Regions from separate parts of the Hordeum vulgare genome. Here region 2 is linked to region 1. The links are chromatin contacts, called in public Hi-C maps. All regions are on one chromosome and are shown on one strand. Each heading gives the region's core, a stretch centred on a gene start, on an enhancer-like site or on the middle of the called end of the contact. The rest is flanking DNA. Distances are from core to core; before and after follow the strand shown.

Evidence for each region. Hi-C and Micro-C count contacts between places; a contact is called where the count stands out from the background.
Region 2: a contact with region 1 is called in a Hi-C map of leaf, with 5 times the contacts expected there. The contact joins the enhancer-like site here to the promoter of LOC123425011 in region 1. A contact is called at or near these places in 4 of 6 Hi-C or Micro-C datasets (leaf and seedling) and 1 of 1 datasets of contacts at active chromatin or transcription factors (embryo).

Annotation. Positions count from the first base shown.
Region 1 is chr2H:63,792,566-63,800,223 of MorexV3_pseudomolecules_assembly, reverse strand. LOC123425011 (cytochrome P450 734A5-like) reads left to right here and starts at 2,638. Exons shown (of 3, transcript XM_045108685.1): 1 at 2,638-3,589; 2 at 4,594-5,420; 3 at 5,523-6,110. The coding sequence starts at 3,298. The coding sequence ends at 5,945. LOC123425010 (calcium-binding protein 39-like) reads right to left here. Exons shown (of 11, transcript XM_045108683.1): 9 at 7,293-7,337; 10 at 7,055-7,157; 11 at 6,594-6,882. The coding sequence ends at 6,806.
Region 2 is chr2H:63,940,597-63,948,254 of MorexV3_pseudomolecules_assembly, reverse strand. No RefSeq gene overlaps it. Among protein-coding and RNA genes, the nearest start is that of LOC123425012, 140 kb to the left of the region's middle. Within about 2 kb of position 4,259, at least 2 of the 3 cell types and tissues checked have open chromatin away from gene starts, as enhancers often do. A contact at or near this core is called in leaf, where this site is marked.

The DNA of each region.
Region 1 (7,658 bases), core at 1,389-3,888:
TGGATTGCCATCAATTACTAAAACCACATATGGAAAAATATGCTGTAACAAGTGGTAATAGTTGGAGAAAGATTAACCGGAATGAGGCAAGACTACCAACTCACACATTAGGAGTAGAGATTTATGTATGTATGTGTGACTTTTTCTACTTACACAAGAGCGGCGACTCGTGAGTTGTGTGAGAGCGACGTGCGCTCGCTCCCGGCAGAAATACGGTACTGACCGAGCCGTGTTTCTCTACGACTGCAGTACAATACCAGCTGGCTGTATCCATGGAAGATCGGGCAGTGCGTCACTTTGGCAGATAAACAAAACGGCACGAGAACCTGGCGTCAATAGGAAACCCGATCCGACGCGCGCGTCGTCTCATGGCATTGGCACCAGATGATACTAGCAAACAAAAACGTAGCTCTCCCTGAAAGAAACTTTTTTTTTTGAAATCAAGGCAAAAAAAATTGCTTCATTCAATAGCTAAAAGAGAAGAAAAATTCATAGTACACTATATCGGCCCCATAACATAGTCCGTGAGTTCCTGACTGCTCCGTGTCTGCGGCCAGCCGTCCCCCAGCGGAAGAACTAGTAATGATCCATCCAAAGAACAAGGGAATCACGTAGCTGTACTGTACACAAGATCGTGAGAGAAGAGAAACAAGCAGAGGGAGACCAGCACCTGGCTAGCAACCGATCCATGCAGATGCAGCGCAGCCCCAACCGATCAGTACAGAATTCTAAAATTGTACTACTCGGTACCGATATTTTTGTCCAGGCAGACATGTCACAGGAGGAGAGGCTGTCCCGAGCGAGCGTGAGGCGACAGACATGGGGAGAGAGACAGGACGCCGACCGGTGCGACCTGTATCCATCCTTTTGCGGTGCATGCGGGGGGCACGGACAGCAAGCCAACAAGAGGGAGAGAGAGAGACCCAAATCCACAGCCCCATGTCAACCTGCCCTCGTTGCGCCCCACGCCCCCAAAACGCCTGGCCAAGAAAATAATTCAGGGCACAAGGAAGGCGGGGCAGGCAAAAAAGGCTCGAGTGCATTTGTTTTTCGTCAAAGCTAATGTGTGTGCTCCATGTTTTTGGGATATATACTTTTGTTCTCACGTTAATCAAATCGTCCCTCTTTTACAGACTAAGTTATGATTGGATGATTGGAAAAACAATGATATCTTCAGCTCGTTAAAATTTAAATCCTAAATTTAACATTGATGCTCGCATTATTAATGGATTTATTTCAGGTTTCCGGCAAAGTTCATTCGACGAAAGGAGACGTTCACATTGATCACGAGGTGTCTATAATAATTTTGTAAAATCTCAAGATGCTATGTCGATTTGGTCTCTTAAAGATGCGTGTGTGTACGCATTCATATGAATGGATGTATGTATGTGTATATAAACGACTTAGATTATGTTGTTCAAAAAAACAAATCGCCGTCCTTTTCCTTTGTTCCTAACCATGTTTCGACCATGTCCCATCCAGGTACACACTTGCGATCGCCAAAAGAATCGTGGGAACACAAACGAGATACTGCTACTCCTACAAAAGGTGCAGTGCAAAAGCTACTCACCTTTGACGAATTGCTAGAAGCTTGACGGCCCACGGCTGCTCAAGAAATTAACCGTTCGTGTTGTTGACCTATTGTCATATGCAATCATGCCATGGTTTACTAAGAGCATCTAGGCGGACCTCTCAAACCTGTTTTAAACGTCAATTCAATCAAAACCCTCATATTCATATTAAACGTCTGAACTGACCGACATTTCTTATATTCATCTTAAATATGGAGATGATATGAGGACTCATGGACGCGTCCGGACACGCCCGGTCAGTCCGTCACGTAGGACGCGACCCTATCCTGGACCGTCTTTTTTATTTTTCTTCATCAATCACGTGCAAAGGACCAAACATATGAGAAAAAATATAAAAGGTACGGTTGTACAGATTAAAATGTAGGGGCTCAAAAGAGACACGCTCGGTCACTGATCGGACGCATCTAAGGACGTTTGACGGACCGAATTTGTAAGTTCCGACTGTAGATGCTCTAAGTAGCTAAGCAATACATCTTTCATACCCCTCCATTTCTTTTTACTCTACATATAAGTTTTGTCCCAGATCAAACTTCATCACATTTGACCAAAACTATAGAAAAAAAATCAACATTCACAATATCAAACTATTAATTCAATATCATCAGATGCATCATGGAAATAACTTTTATATTGTAGTATATCTTTATTCCTGTAGGTGTTAATGTTTCTAATACAATTTGATCAAATTTTAGGAAGTCTGAGTTAGGATAAATCTTATATGCAAAATAAAAAAATAATTGTGTAGAGTACTATAATGTATTTTCCTCCTTATTTTATTTTCCATATTTTCGGTATAGAAGGTGATGAACATGGAAACTTCATGTCTTTTTTTTTCATTTTAATCTGTGTATCTCGAATCTACGGTGGTGAGTGTAGAAACTTTACGGGTTTTTTTTTTTTGCTTTATTCTTAACCGTGTTTTCGGAATCGACGGTATGACTTCAAGAAATGAACCGCTCTCCAAGTTATTGACTTATTGACATTGCCAATCATATAGTGGTTCACTTATTGGCAAAAGGTCTCTTTTGCAGAATGTTTTCCCCTTTGTTTCGTTTCGGTGCTTTCGCTATCGACGGCGATGAGCGTGGAAACTTTGTGATTTTCCCCCTTCCTTCTCAACCATGTTTTCCAGAACCAATGGCCATGAGTGAAAGCTTTTCTGACTTCCCCTTGCCATTTTTTGTAATCGACGATGATGACCGTGGAAACTATGTCATTACTTCTTGACCTTGACCGTGGTTTCGAGAATGTGGAGCTTTGTAATGATATTTCCGTCCTTATCATATGTGTTCTCGCAGAACAAAACAAAAAATTGCAAAAAAGAAATTTAAAAAAAAAACACTTGCAAAAACTACCGGAGTGCTGGATTAGGTAGGCAGGCATTGACCGCTGTTAATCCAAACCAATTTAACCTCCGTCGAACCATACACACACACCTGGATTGCAGCTAGATTAAGGATATTTTTGTAATAAACTAATCAAGTCAGCACCCGGCAGCCAATGGTGCAATCGCCCGAAATTCTTCTTGTGCCGCCGCCCACCACCACCAGCAGCCCGCGTATATAAGCCTCGGGACCGGCGCCGCACATTCGCCGTCGTCGTCGTGGCGCGCGCTCTCCGATCGAGGCCAGCAGAGAGATCAGCAGGCTCGTGTTGTTGCCAGCCAGCCAGGGGTCGAGGTCGCTCGAGCAGGTACGTAGCCGCCATGTGGCCGCCGTCCTGGTGGTCGTGGCCGTGGGGCGCCGCCGTGCTGGTGGGCGCGGCGTGCCTGTGCGCGCGCGCGGCGGCGGAGGCGCTGTGGCTGCGTCCCCGGCGTCTGGAGCGGCACTTCGCCGGGCAGGGCGTGCGCGGGCCCGGGTACCGCTTCTTCGTGGGCAGCTCCATCGAGCTGGTGAGGCTGATGCTGGACGCGTCGTCCCGCCCCATGGCGCCGCCGGGCTCCCACGACATCCTCCCCCGGGTCCTCGCCTTCTACCACCATTGGAGGAAGCTCTACGGTAAATCCATCAACGACACTAGCTAGCTATCCGGTGACAATCTCCTCTTCTTCTTCTTCTTCCTCCGGTTTTGCCCTCGGCCAATTCTCCGTTGTGTTCTTCATGCATCCATGGAGTTTTTGCCTGGCTTTATTTGTCGCCGCGATGCCGCGATCAATCAATATTTCTGAGGAAAAGCGCGTGCATATGTTTGCACACATAGGAGGAAATAAACAAAGATTAGACGACGAGACAGGGTGACGCGTGAAGCCGGCCGGAGGAAAGGAGGGGACATGCTTCCATGCTTTTGCAAGTAGGAACAAGAGCTTGGGTTTTTAAAAAACTATGGTGCCTCCCTCCCTCTCTCCCTCGTTTGGTTAGGTGACCCCCTCCATTTTACCTTTTTGACGTAGTAGCAGTATGTACGTACTACTATATATAAATATATACACTACTTTTCGTAAGAAAAAAATACACTACTTGCTTCATTCGCTTTTGTAAATGTTGAATGATGATAAAAACTACTGACAAGCAGCTATCTAGCATCGCCAGCAAAAATCCGCATATGCAACAAGCTCCATCCCAAGTCAAACCTGGCGATGTTCGCCTGCCATGCATGATCGGCCGATGGTTCCACCAGGCTGTCGATGCGCGATAATAATGCGGCTAGATTATGTAAGCGGCGGACATGCATGCCCGCGGCGAGGAGAATCGCAGATCCATGCCCACATGCACGCGCTGCTTGCGGCTTGCTTAATCTGTGCTTAAGTCGTCGTCTCCGTCGTTCGGTTGATGCTGCGCTGCCAGCCAGAGCACGCATTTCGGTTCAGGATCCAACTTTGCTTCTGCTGATCTGCTCTGATTGATTAGTTTATTATCCCCTGTTTAAATCTTGCGGCGCGGCAGGGACACCCAAGATAATTCCCCTCTCGTTCCAACGGCTTGCCTCGATCTCGACCGTCCGAGGGCAGATCGAACGGCCGGGGCGAAGCGAGGGCATGATTCTGACGGTTGACATTTGGCAGGCCCGAAGCATCTGATCTGGTTCGGGACCAAGGCGAGGCTGACGATCAGCGCGCCGGAGCTGATACGGGAGGTGCTGCTGACGCGGGCGGAGCACTTCGACCGGTACGAGGCGCACCCGCTCATCTGCCAGTTCGAGGGCTACGGCCTCGGCAACCTCCGGGGCGGCCAGTGGGCGCGCCACCGCCGCGTGCTCTCGCCGGCGTTCCACACCGAGAACCTCAAGCCGCTCGTGCCCTTCATCGGCGCCACCATGCGCCGGATGCTCGACGAGCTGGCGGCGAAGGCCGTCGACGGCGGCGGTGGCGAGGCGGAGGTGGACGTGGCCGAGTGGTTCCAGCGCGTGCCGCAGGAGGTGATCACGTTCGCCACGTTCGGGCGCCGGAACTATGAGGACGGTAAGGCGGTGTTCGAGCTCCAGGACGAGCTCGCCGGCCTCGCCGCCGACGCCCACAGCAAGGTGTACATCCCCGGCTACCGCTTCCTGCCGCTGAGGAGGAACGTGCGCGTGTGGCACCTCGTCAGGGAGATCAGGAAGAGCCTGGCCGCCTTCATCGCCAACCTGCCCAAGGCCGGTCACCACGACGGCGGCGGCGGCATGAGGGACCTGATGAGCTTCATGACGCCGGCCATGACGACGGAGGAGATCATCGAGGAGAGCAAGAACTTCTTCTTCGCCGGCAAGGAGACGCTCGCCAGCCTCCTCACCTGGGCCACCGTCGCCCTCGCCATGCACCCGGAGTGGCAGGACCGCGCCCGCCAGGAGGTCCTCGCCGTCGTCGGCCGCGACGACCTCCCCACCAAAGAACACCTCCCCAAGCTCAAGACCGTACGCACCGTGCCCTCTCTCTCGCCCCCATGCACGAGAGCATGCTGCAGCTTTCATGTTTTTTCCAGCTAATTAACGGCGATGCGCCATATATGCATGCAGGTGGGGATGATCGTCAACGAGACGCTGAGGCTGTACCCACCGGCGGTGGCGATGATCCGGACGGCGAACCGGGACGTGGAGCTGGGCGGGTGCGTGGTGCCAGCGGGCACGGAGCTCCTCATCCCGATCCTGGCGGTGCACCACGACGAGGAGCACTGGGGGAGCGACGCGACGGACTTCAACCCGGCGCGGTTTGGCGACGAGCGGCCGCTCCGGCGGCACCAGATGGCGTTCATGCCGTTCGGCGGCGGCGAGCGGGTGTGCATCGGGCAGAACCTGGCGCTCATCGAGGCCAAGGTGGCGCTGGCCGTCGTGCTGCAGCGGTTCGCCTTCCGCCTGTCGCCGGCGTACGTGCACGCGCCCAGGGTGCTCATGATACTCAACCCGCAGTACGGCGCGCCGGTCATCTTCCGGCCGCTGTGATCACGCCGGCCCAACACCGGCCGTCCCCAATGTCGATGCTAGTCGGATTCAATTGATTCCTTGCTGTATATTACCACCATCTCTCCCCTTGTCAAAGTGAAATGAAAATGTATAAAAGTATAGTACCATACGTACGCAACAAGTGCCATATTACAAAGAGCAGAAGCATCCGTAGCTGTGTTAACTGTCAGTTTGCCACACTAGAGCATCTCCAACGGGCAGCGCAAAAAATCCGCGTCCAATAATTTTTTTTAGCGCGTCACTGTAGCAGTTTTGCAGCGCGGGGACCGAAGCATCTCCAACAAACGCGCGCTAGTGCGGCGCCCAATCCGCGCCGCGCGCGCAAGCCGGCGCACCAAATATGCTGCGCGCGATAGCGTTTTTAAACGCACGCCCAGAAATTTTTAGCGCGCGCAGCGTTTTGCAGCTTCTGCTGGAGCAGCCCGACGCCCAAAAAACGAATATTTTAGTGCGTGGAGCAGTTTTTAGACGCCTGTTGGAGATGCTCTTACTTCTTTCACTCTGTCTTTCTGAATCTCACACCAGTGATGTAAACTTGTCAGAACTCACAAACATGAAACGATAAAACACACAAAATGCTGGGCTTCATCTTGTCTACGAATTATGGTATGTGTATAGAATCCGGTGTGATGAATTCATGTGAACCATATATGCATGCAGCAATGCTTCATGTTCTTGAGAAATGACAAGCTGTTTCTGTAAATATGATAAAATGCTAAACAATTCTATACAGGGTATCACATTACACTGGAGGTTTTTAAATAAGGACAGAAGAAATGGATTGCCTCGCTCGACCACTGTTTTCTTTTTTAACGGGTAATTTCGAATTTCTTGAGGGTCTATACTGACAAGCGCACAAGCTTCTCAATTTCCTTGATAATCAAGTCTCGCTCCTCGTCAAGTTGGTCATCTTCACCTATTAAGAAGAACGCACTGGAAGTGTCACACTATGCATACATGTCTCGGCAATCTAACAACGAATCCTCTTGAAGCTATGATGTTTGGCTGCTCGATTGCTCGCATCAATTGCTTAGTCAGAGCACAAAATCTGATAATCCAGTAGGGTTAAGCTGGAAGTAGAGAATTACCTTTGCTTGCAGGAAGAGCATGGAGTAACTTCAATAATTCTTTGTGGTTGTCTACCAAAACTTGAATAATATCACGAGGTTTGTTTGGGTTGGCAACAAATACCTAATTCCATGCAGCAAAAATGAACCACCGACAAGGCGAATAGATGTGCTCATAAAGCCATATTTGAAACCATAACTACTTGCAAAGTTATCAAAATCAAACAAGTACAAAGGTTGGAAAGAGATAAAGGAATACCTTAAAAATGTGAAAGGAACATATCCTGATATTTTTGCTTGAATCCTACAAGTGATTCAGTGATTCAGTATAGGGAAGGTATTAAGAAGGGACGGGCATAACCAAAAAAATGCTGGTTAGCCATGAAGCTCGAAGGAAACATTTAACTACTTCCCAGCTTTCAGCTAGTGTATTGACTGTGTCTATTCAAATATTTCTATACTAGAAAAGCAGCATGATTGCTTCAACTGCCACTTTCAAGATAACAAGCCTGACACTAAACCAGTATACAATTTGTTGCAGGAAACATAATTGTCAATATAATATCACCTTTCTATCAGCTAGACTGTAAATAATTATGCCATGTATCATAGTTACAAACAGAAA
Region 2 (7,658 bases), core at 3,010-5,509, 150 kb before region 1:
CCTGCAGGGACCGTTCGGTCGACCAGAGCGGCGATGGCATGCAGCGCCGGGAGCTTAATCGGCGTGGCGAACATGTCGTCATATGCCTTCATCTCGACGGGGGTGATCTGCTGATTCGCGCCGACGATCCTGAGGGTGCGGAGAATCTGAACCACAACCCTTCTGTCCGTAGTGAGGGGCGCGGAGGCCGGAGCGACGGCGGCGGCGGAGCGTCCCCTCCTGGGACTGAAGTTGAGGGGGGGCCGCTGGCGTTTCCCAGGGGATGGCAGCATCGCATCTAGTTGCTTGGTTGCTGCCGACAAGAAGGCACCCAGCGTCCATGTCTGCCTGGTGGCTTCGCAGGGTTGACGTCTCTGCAAGGTGATCGGCGGCGAAGCGAAGCGCCCTGTCATCGGGGGCTGCGCCCGGGTGCTGACGGGGCACGGCCCAGGGTCCGGCTGGCATGCAGGCCTCGGCAGGATGGAGATATGGCCGCGGCCGCGGGGCGGATCCACGCCTGGCCCCTGCTGTGGTTGTGCGTCCATGGACAGCACAGACCCAACAGCAAGCGAACCATCGGGCGTGGGCGCGTCTCCAGGCATGGCCCCAGTGACCAGGGGATCCTCGGCCACGGTCCCAGCAACTACGGCGTCAGCCACCACCCCTGTGGGCTCGGTCCTATCGGCATCCGAGGGCGCTGGTGCGGTGACAGCGGTCACGACGGCCGCGGGCCCTACAGCAACAGAGCTGGCTAGTAGGGACGGGGTGGCATCAGCTATGCTGGCGGAGGGTGACGATGCGCGTCCCGCCCTCTCCTCGAAGGCGCGCGAGTGGATCCGCAGAGGTTGGTCAAGGAGGGTCTTTGGCGGTGCAGGAGCGGCAAAGGAGGAAAGCGGCTCGTTTTGTCCCGACCGGGGTGCAGGCGGTGCAGCGACCGACCTCACGCGCTGCTCGGCGGGGCCCAGGCGCCGCAGGCAACGATCCCGACAGGGCATAGGATCAGCCGCTGCAGGAGTGGGTCCGTCCGTATCTGCCTCGGACGTGCGCGACGTCGACGCCCCAGCCGCATCATGGCCCTGAGTAGCAAACGGGGGGCCGCCAACTGTCCCGATGCGAACGGCCGGACCTTCCTCCTCGCATGGACTTGCCACTTTGCGCGATGGGCCCGCCGACAAAGCCGCTTTGGACGTCACAACATGCGCGTGCTGCTTCCCTTTTCTGACGCCGTGACGAGGGCGTGCTGGGCCCTGCTGACCAGGCCAGGTCAGCATGCCAGCCCGCTTGGGGCACAACCCCTGCCGCGGCACGGCCAGGGAACCACCGCGCCGGCGCCGTCTGAACGGCCGGAGCGCCCATGGACGTGCGCATGCAACGCAAGCGCGTCCACTGCCATGCCATCAGCCTGGCCGTTCTGCGCCTCGGCCGTACGACGGTGTTTGCGGCCACGCCGGCGAGCGCGCCCGGGACCAGGGCCAGGACCGTGACCATGCCCCTTGCCGGGGCCATGTCGGCCGTCTGCGCCACCGTCCTCGCCGTCTCCGGCACTGCCCGCAGCGTCCTGGACGACGGCCGGAACAGCCCTGATCAACTCCGCCTTGGTGAGAGCAATGGACACGGGAAAGGTGAGTGTTCTGATGGCTGGTGCCTCCGACGGGACACGGCCGGGTAGCTGCTCAATGATCTCCAGGGTGGCGGCGCGCCGGATGTCGGCCGGGTCGTGCATTCTAGTCTAGCTACCATATTGTTATCAAGTACTCCCTCTGTAAAGAAATATAAGTAGTGATCTTAATGCTCTTATATTTCCTTACGGAGGGAGTATTTTGTTTCATTGTTGAACTAGGATGCAGCATTGAACTGCCACTTTCACAGTGTTGGCATGCATATAAGTCTGCCCGATTACCTACACAGTTTGGAGGGTATGTCCCCAAGACCTTTGAAGAAATTGTCATGTGTTCTTTTCTATTTTTCTAGAACACTGATGCCTACTGTTAAGCTTCATGCACTAGCCAACGCAACCAAAAGTTCGAACCCGATGGAACGGGCTAGGCAATCCACATATACACTTCAACGCCTACGTCATTCAAAGAAGACTGACATTTTGATTTGACATAATATCAACGATCTGCAATATTGTAAGCATCAAAAGCCATGCACTGTAAAATGTCCACTAACATAAGGTGCAATGATAATACTCCCTCCGTCCCAAAATAAGTGTCGCAGATTTAGTACTAAATTAGTAAAAAAATTGTACTAGATCAACGACACTTATTTTGGGACGGAGGGAGTAGTAAGTTTATTTGTTAATCATTGTATTATGGGTATATATACGTTTCTTTTGCTTGATCACTGCATTATTAGGTTGTGTCTGTTTCTCGCTGTTTTGTCTTTTGTGCTACGAGTAGATGGCTTGTTGCTACCATGGATATGCAGTATATATTATTCTGTCCTTCTATAAGTACCCCTTGACCATTTCAATTATATATCCTGTAGAAATTTGAAGCCTATAATTCGAAAAGGGAGGTTGTGTCAGGAGACAAGTCAAAGGAGGTAAATTGAATGTGTCAGATTATTTCAAATTTTGGTGTAAAACATGAAGTGCATGGCTTTGCCCTCGAACTTTTTTTGAAATGTTAGTAGTTCCTCGTGCAAGTTTGTCCACAGTATGCCCTCTGCATATGCCTTCACATTGCTTCAGTGGTACATCTATCATTACCTAAATGACAAGTAACATTACTGTGATCAACACCAAAAGATAAAATATCAGGAACAGTGTACACTTTTATCATCTGGCCACAAGTCACCCACTGACTGCTTGCTGGCATTAAGTACACATGGAGTCAAAGTTGGATCAGAATTCCATATGGTTGCGTGCTGGCAGCCAGAATATAGATAGACGCTGAACAAAGACTACTGTATTTAGCTAAATATAGTTAGTAACTAGTTCATGATTTAGGAAACTACTGTATTTGGCCAAGTACCAGTTAATGACTAGTTTGTGATTTAATTGTCTGCGACAATTGTGATTACCATGCGAGCTTTATTAGATTGACAAAAACTGGTTGAAATCCACCTTATTAGGCAAGTATGTTTCCTGAACCTGAGGTGTCTAATTTGATGGAGTAACCTGTAAATTGACATCTTCGTATTAAATAGCTGCTTACTATCAGGTGACTGAACATTGGGGGCATCACTTTATGGACATTCCACTGCTTTCTATTCCCTAAATTCCATGAAAACTAACAACACAGAAAATATATTATTTGGTGGTACTCGTCATTCTCATTGCATGATGTATCACGTGGAAGTACATATTAGAATGCTGTCGAAAACTTCAGATTTTCCTTTTCTTGTCTGTTTGTTATATCAAGCAGTAGTAGTGTTTTATAACCTTGAGGACAGTCGAGCAGTTGCATGGCTAAACATTCTCCTGATGCACGTTTGGCATCTGTAAATCCTTGTGCAGGTACTGGTTAAAGACATATGGGTCTTTGAAAAATCCCTTTTCCACCATGGAGCATACTGGCGTGTGTGCGCGCGAATCACATCGTAATGATCTCTTGGCAAAAGCACATTCCGTCCTGAATGAGCTGAAGGATGGCTTTTACCATGCGCCGTCCTTTCTTGCCAGCCTAGGTGATTGCCTAACAAAGATCTGCAGACGTACTTATGTATGCAGACGGTAACGGTAGTTTTTCTTTTTGAACTCGCACGCTTTATCATGTGCCGCTGCTCTCTTGCGCTGTTGCTCTGGTATATTGTCCATTCATTGTTTAAATTTACCATGTGAACTTGGTGCTCGATTCTGTCAGCATATACTAAGTACACTGTCCCAAAACATTCCAGTATAATGAATGGCATGATATACCCGTTATCCCGTTTATCCTTGTGAAAAAACAGAGCAGAGAATTCCTCTGCTGTCTTGCGCTAACCACCAGGGTGCGGACGACACTTGGCAACAGCAAGCAGGTGGCTGGCGGAACGGAATGCTGATCCACCTCTAAAAAGCAGCCAGCAGCTGTGGCCACTTCCTGCTAGAGCTACCATGACAGGCACTTGATTATTTTACCACTCCCATGTTTATCTTCCAACCGAAACGACGATAATCTAAAGCCGTAATAAGTTGTCAACCTATGCATACGGTCATGGATGATGCTCGAGAAGCTGACTTTTGGGTGGCGGCTGACGGAACGAGCTCGTTACTTAAACGAGGGAGGCCCCAATCAAGATCAAGTGATGAGATGGCATCACCGTATCTCTCCTCTCGTGCGATGTCAACGGGGGGTGGCGGCAAGCGGACCGATTGTTGTTTGCCGCGTCATTCCTGCGTGTCGCCGCGGTAACCAGCTGTCAACTCAACACCGCGGCGCGGGCGGCACGCGATGACAGCAGTTTGCCTCGCGCTTGATTGGGACTACGGTTATGTGTTTTTAGTACTGCAAGTACCTACTGTATTTGACAACACCAACTGTCAGAAAGAAAATGTTTTATCGACGCAACCACCACCCCCGGAACATGACTGACGCGATATAGTTAATCAAAGACTGGCGCGAATAGAACCTGGTTGTTGCTCGGATCGTGGTGGAAGGCGAAACTCTTGTTATGTTTTGAAACCGAGGCAAATGTTCTACGCCCTCCGTTGTGTAAGAGCAGTTACAGCCGGAACTTGCTAATACGTGTCCATTCCACGCACGCTATCGGTTACATCTTAAATAATGCATTTTAGAACTAGACATCTTAAATCTTACTCTTTTTGTTCCAAAACAGGTGACTTAAAAAATACTATTTTAGTACTTCCTCCATCACAGTATTTTAGACGTATCTTCAAAACGATAATTTTTCACAATTAGAAGGAAACAAGGCGCGTGACATTAATTAGCCTATTAACTGGGGTGTTTTGGAAACCGCCTCCACCAATGCATGCGAGGGAGTCGCTTGTTTAATGGGCGTGGGGTTACTAATGCGTCAGTTTTGCGATTAATTAGGCGCTTCTACAGCTCGTCGGCTCGGTTTTTCCTACCAATAGAAAAACATCTAGGTCCCAGAGCCCTGTGAGATACGTCCAATATACTGTGATGGAGGGAGTACAAAGTTGAGTTATTTTTAAGTCACTTATTTTGGAACGGTGGGAGTATATTTTAAGTCCATACAAACCATGCAACTACTACGTCGATGCATTACACACATTGTCCGACTACTCCATCATTACTATTTGCCGAACTATTAAAATTTGGCATCTTTGGCTATGGTAGAAATCATCCACAACTTTCCTTGTCCTTCCCGAAGCCCTTGTCATCCTTCACATCGAAGTACCCGTCAAAAACGTAGTACAGATCGAGACGGATCTGCTCGTCGTCGGAGCTGTCCTCGCCGTCGCTCACTTCCTCCTTCTTCGATGGTAGTCCGACCATTTCACGGACCGCCCGATTCTGCTTTCGAGTGAGGGTGCACATGTTCCTCCGTTATTGTTTCTTTAAAATGCGGGCGCGGATGGCTTCCTCTTGTGCGTTTGCCCACTCCGCTGCCGCATCAGCCGCCTCCACCGCCACCATCTCCTCCGCGAGAAAGGTCTCGGCGGCCCTTATCCTCTCCTTCCCACGGCACGCGGCCCATTCCCGGTGGGACTCGAAATCTGCCGGACCGATGGTGGGAAAGGAGAGATTTTCCTCCTGACGTAACCATGATGATCCCGCCCTAGAGGAATCGAGCGTCCGTTCAGCAGAGACTATGGAGTCGCGGCAGTCATATCTTATCGTCGGCTGGGTGCTGTCCACGCGTGAGCGATGGAGTATAGTGCAGACCACCATTGCCTCCCCCAGTCCGCAGGGGACGACCCCCGGTCGATGGATCCGGAATGGTTGGAGTCAGATCCGCTGCCTTCCATGCCGAAGAAGGCCGAAGATCGCCTCAGGTGAGCTAGGGTGGCGGATGGGAGTGGAGGGGAGTGAAGTGAAGTGGCTAGGGTTTGGTTTGGTGAGCGGATGTGGACAAATATATATGGGGTCGATGCGGGCCAGTGCGGGCCAGTCGGGCTGCCCGATGAAACGACCGATATGATTGACTAGATGGGGCGGGTGAATATGCAACTACCTATTTTTAGCTTTTCTTAACAACTTAGGTTAGGAACAAATAGGTTATCCAGATATGCAACTAAGTGAACAACATATATGATGCTAACAACAACAATGATACAAGCAAGCAAATGATGCAACACAAGTAAGGCTTGCATAAAGTAAAGGTAAGAGATAATCACAAGTGAAACCGATGGGGACGATGATGTGTTACCAAAGTTCCTTCCCTTTGAGGGGAAGTACGTCTCCGTTGGAGCGGTGTGGAGGCGCAATGCTCCACAATAAGCCACTGAGGCCACCGTATTCTCCTCACACCCTCACATAATGCGAGATGTCGTGACCCACTAGTGTTGCCCTTTGAAGGCAGTGACCGAACCTTTACAAACAAGGTTAGGACAATCTCCACAACTTAATTGGAGGCTCTCAACGACACCACGAAGCTTCATCAAAATGGATTGTGTCTTCGAGGTGACCTCAACCGTCTAGGGTGCCCAAACACCCAAGAGTAACAAGATCCGCAAGGTACTAGTGATGGAAATCAAATTTCTCTTGGTGAAAGTGTAGATCAGGGTCCTCTCAACCATATCCTAGAAGGTCAACAACTTTTGTTGGCTAGGGAGAGAGATCCGGCAAAAATGGAGTTTGGAGCAACAATGGAGCTTAGGCTTGGAATGTGTGATGTTCTTGGGGGAAAATATGTTGGGGAACGTTGTATGGGAAACAAAAAATTTCCTACGCACACGAAGACCTATCATGGTGATGTCCATCTACGAGTGGAGATTTGGATCTACGTACTCTTGTAGATCGCACAACAGGAAGCGTTAAGAAATGCGGTTGATGTAGTGGAACGTCTTCACGTCCCTCGAACCGTCCCACGAATTGTCCCGCGATCCGTCCCACGATCCGTTCCGATCTAGTGCCGAACGGACGACACCTCCGCGTTCAGCACACGTACAGCTCGACGATGATCTTGGCCTTCTTGATCCAGCAAGAAAGACGGAGAAGTAGATGAGTTCTCCGGGAGCGTGACAACGCTCCGGTGGTGGTGAAGGATCTACTCCTGCACGGCTCCGCCCAGCTCCGCAGAAATACGATCTAGAGGTAAAACTATGGTGTCTAGATCTGAGTTGCACGTGGCAAAAGTTGTGTCTCAAATCATCCCTAAACCACCAATATATAGGAGGGAGGGGGGGGCTATCCTTGAGGCACAAGGCCTCAAGGGTGTGCCGACCAAGGGAGGAGGAGTTGGACTCCAACCCCAATTCGGTTTGGTGGGGAAGGAGTCCACTCCTTCCTTCCCACCTCCCTCCTCCCTTTTTCTTTTCCTTTTCTTTTGGTATTTTCTTATGTGGCGCCATATCCCTCTTGGGATGACTCCACCAGACCAGTAAGGACTTGTGGCGCCATCCTAGGGCCTTGGGTTCACTCCCGGGTGGGTGGGCCCCTCTCGGTAAACACCCGGAACCCATTCGTCACTCCCGGTACACTGTCGGAATTGCCCGAAACTTTCTGGTGACCAAATGAAACCATCCTATATATCAATCTTCGTTTTCGGACCATTCCGGAAAACCCTCGTGACGTCCGTGATCTCATCTGGGACTCCGAACAACA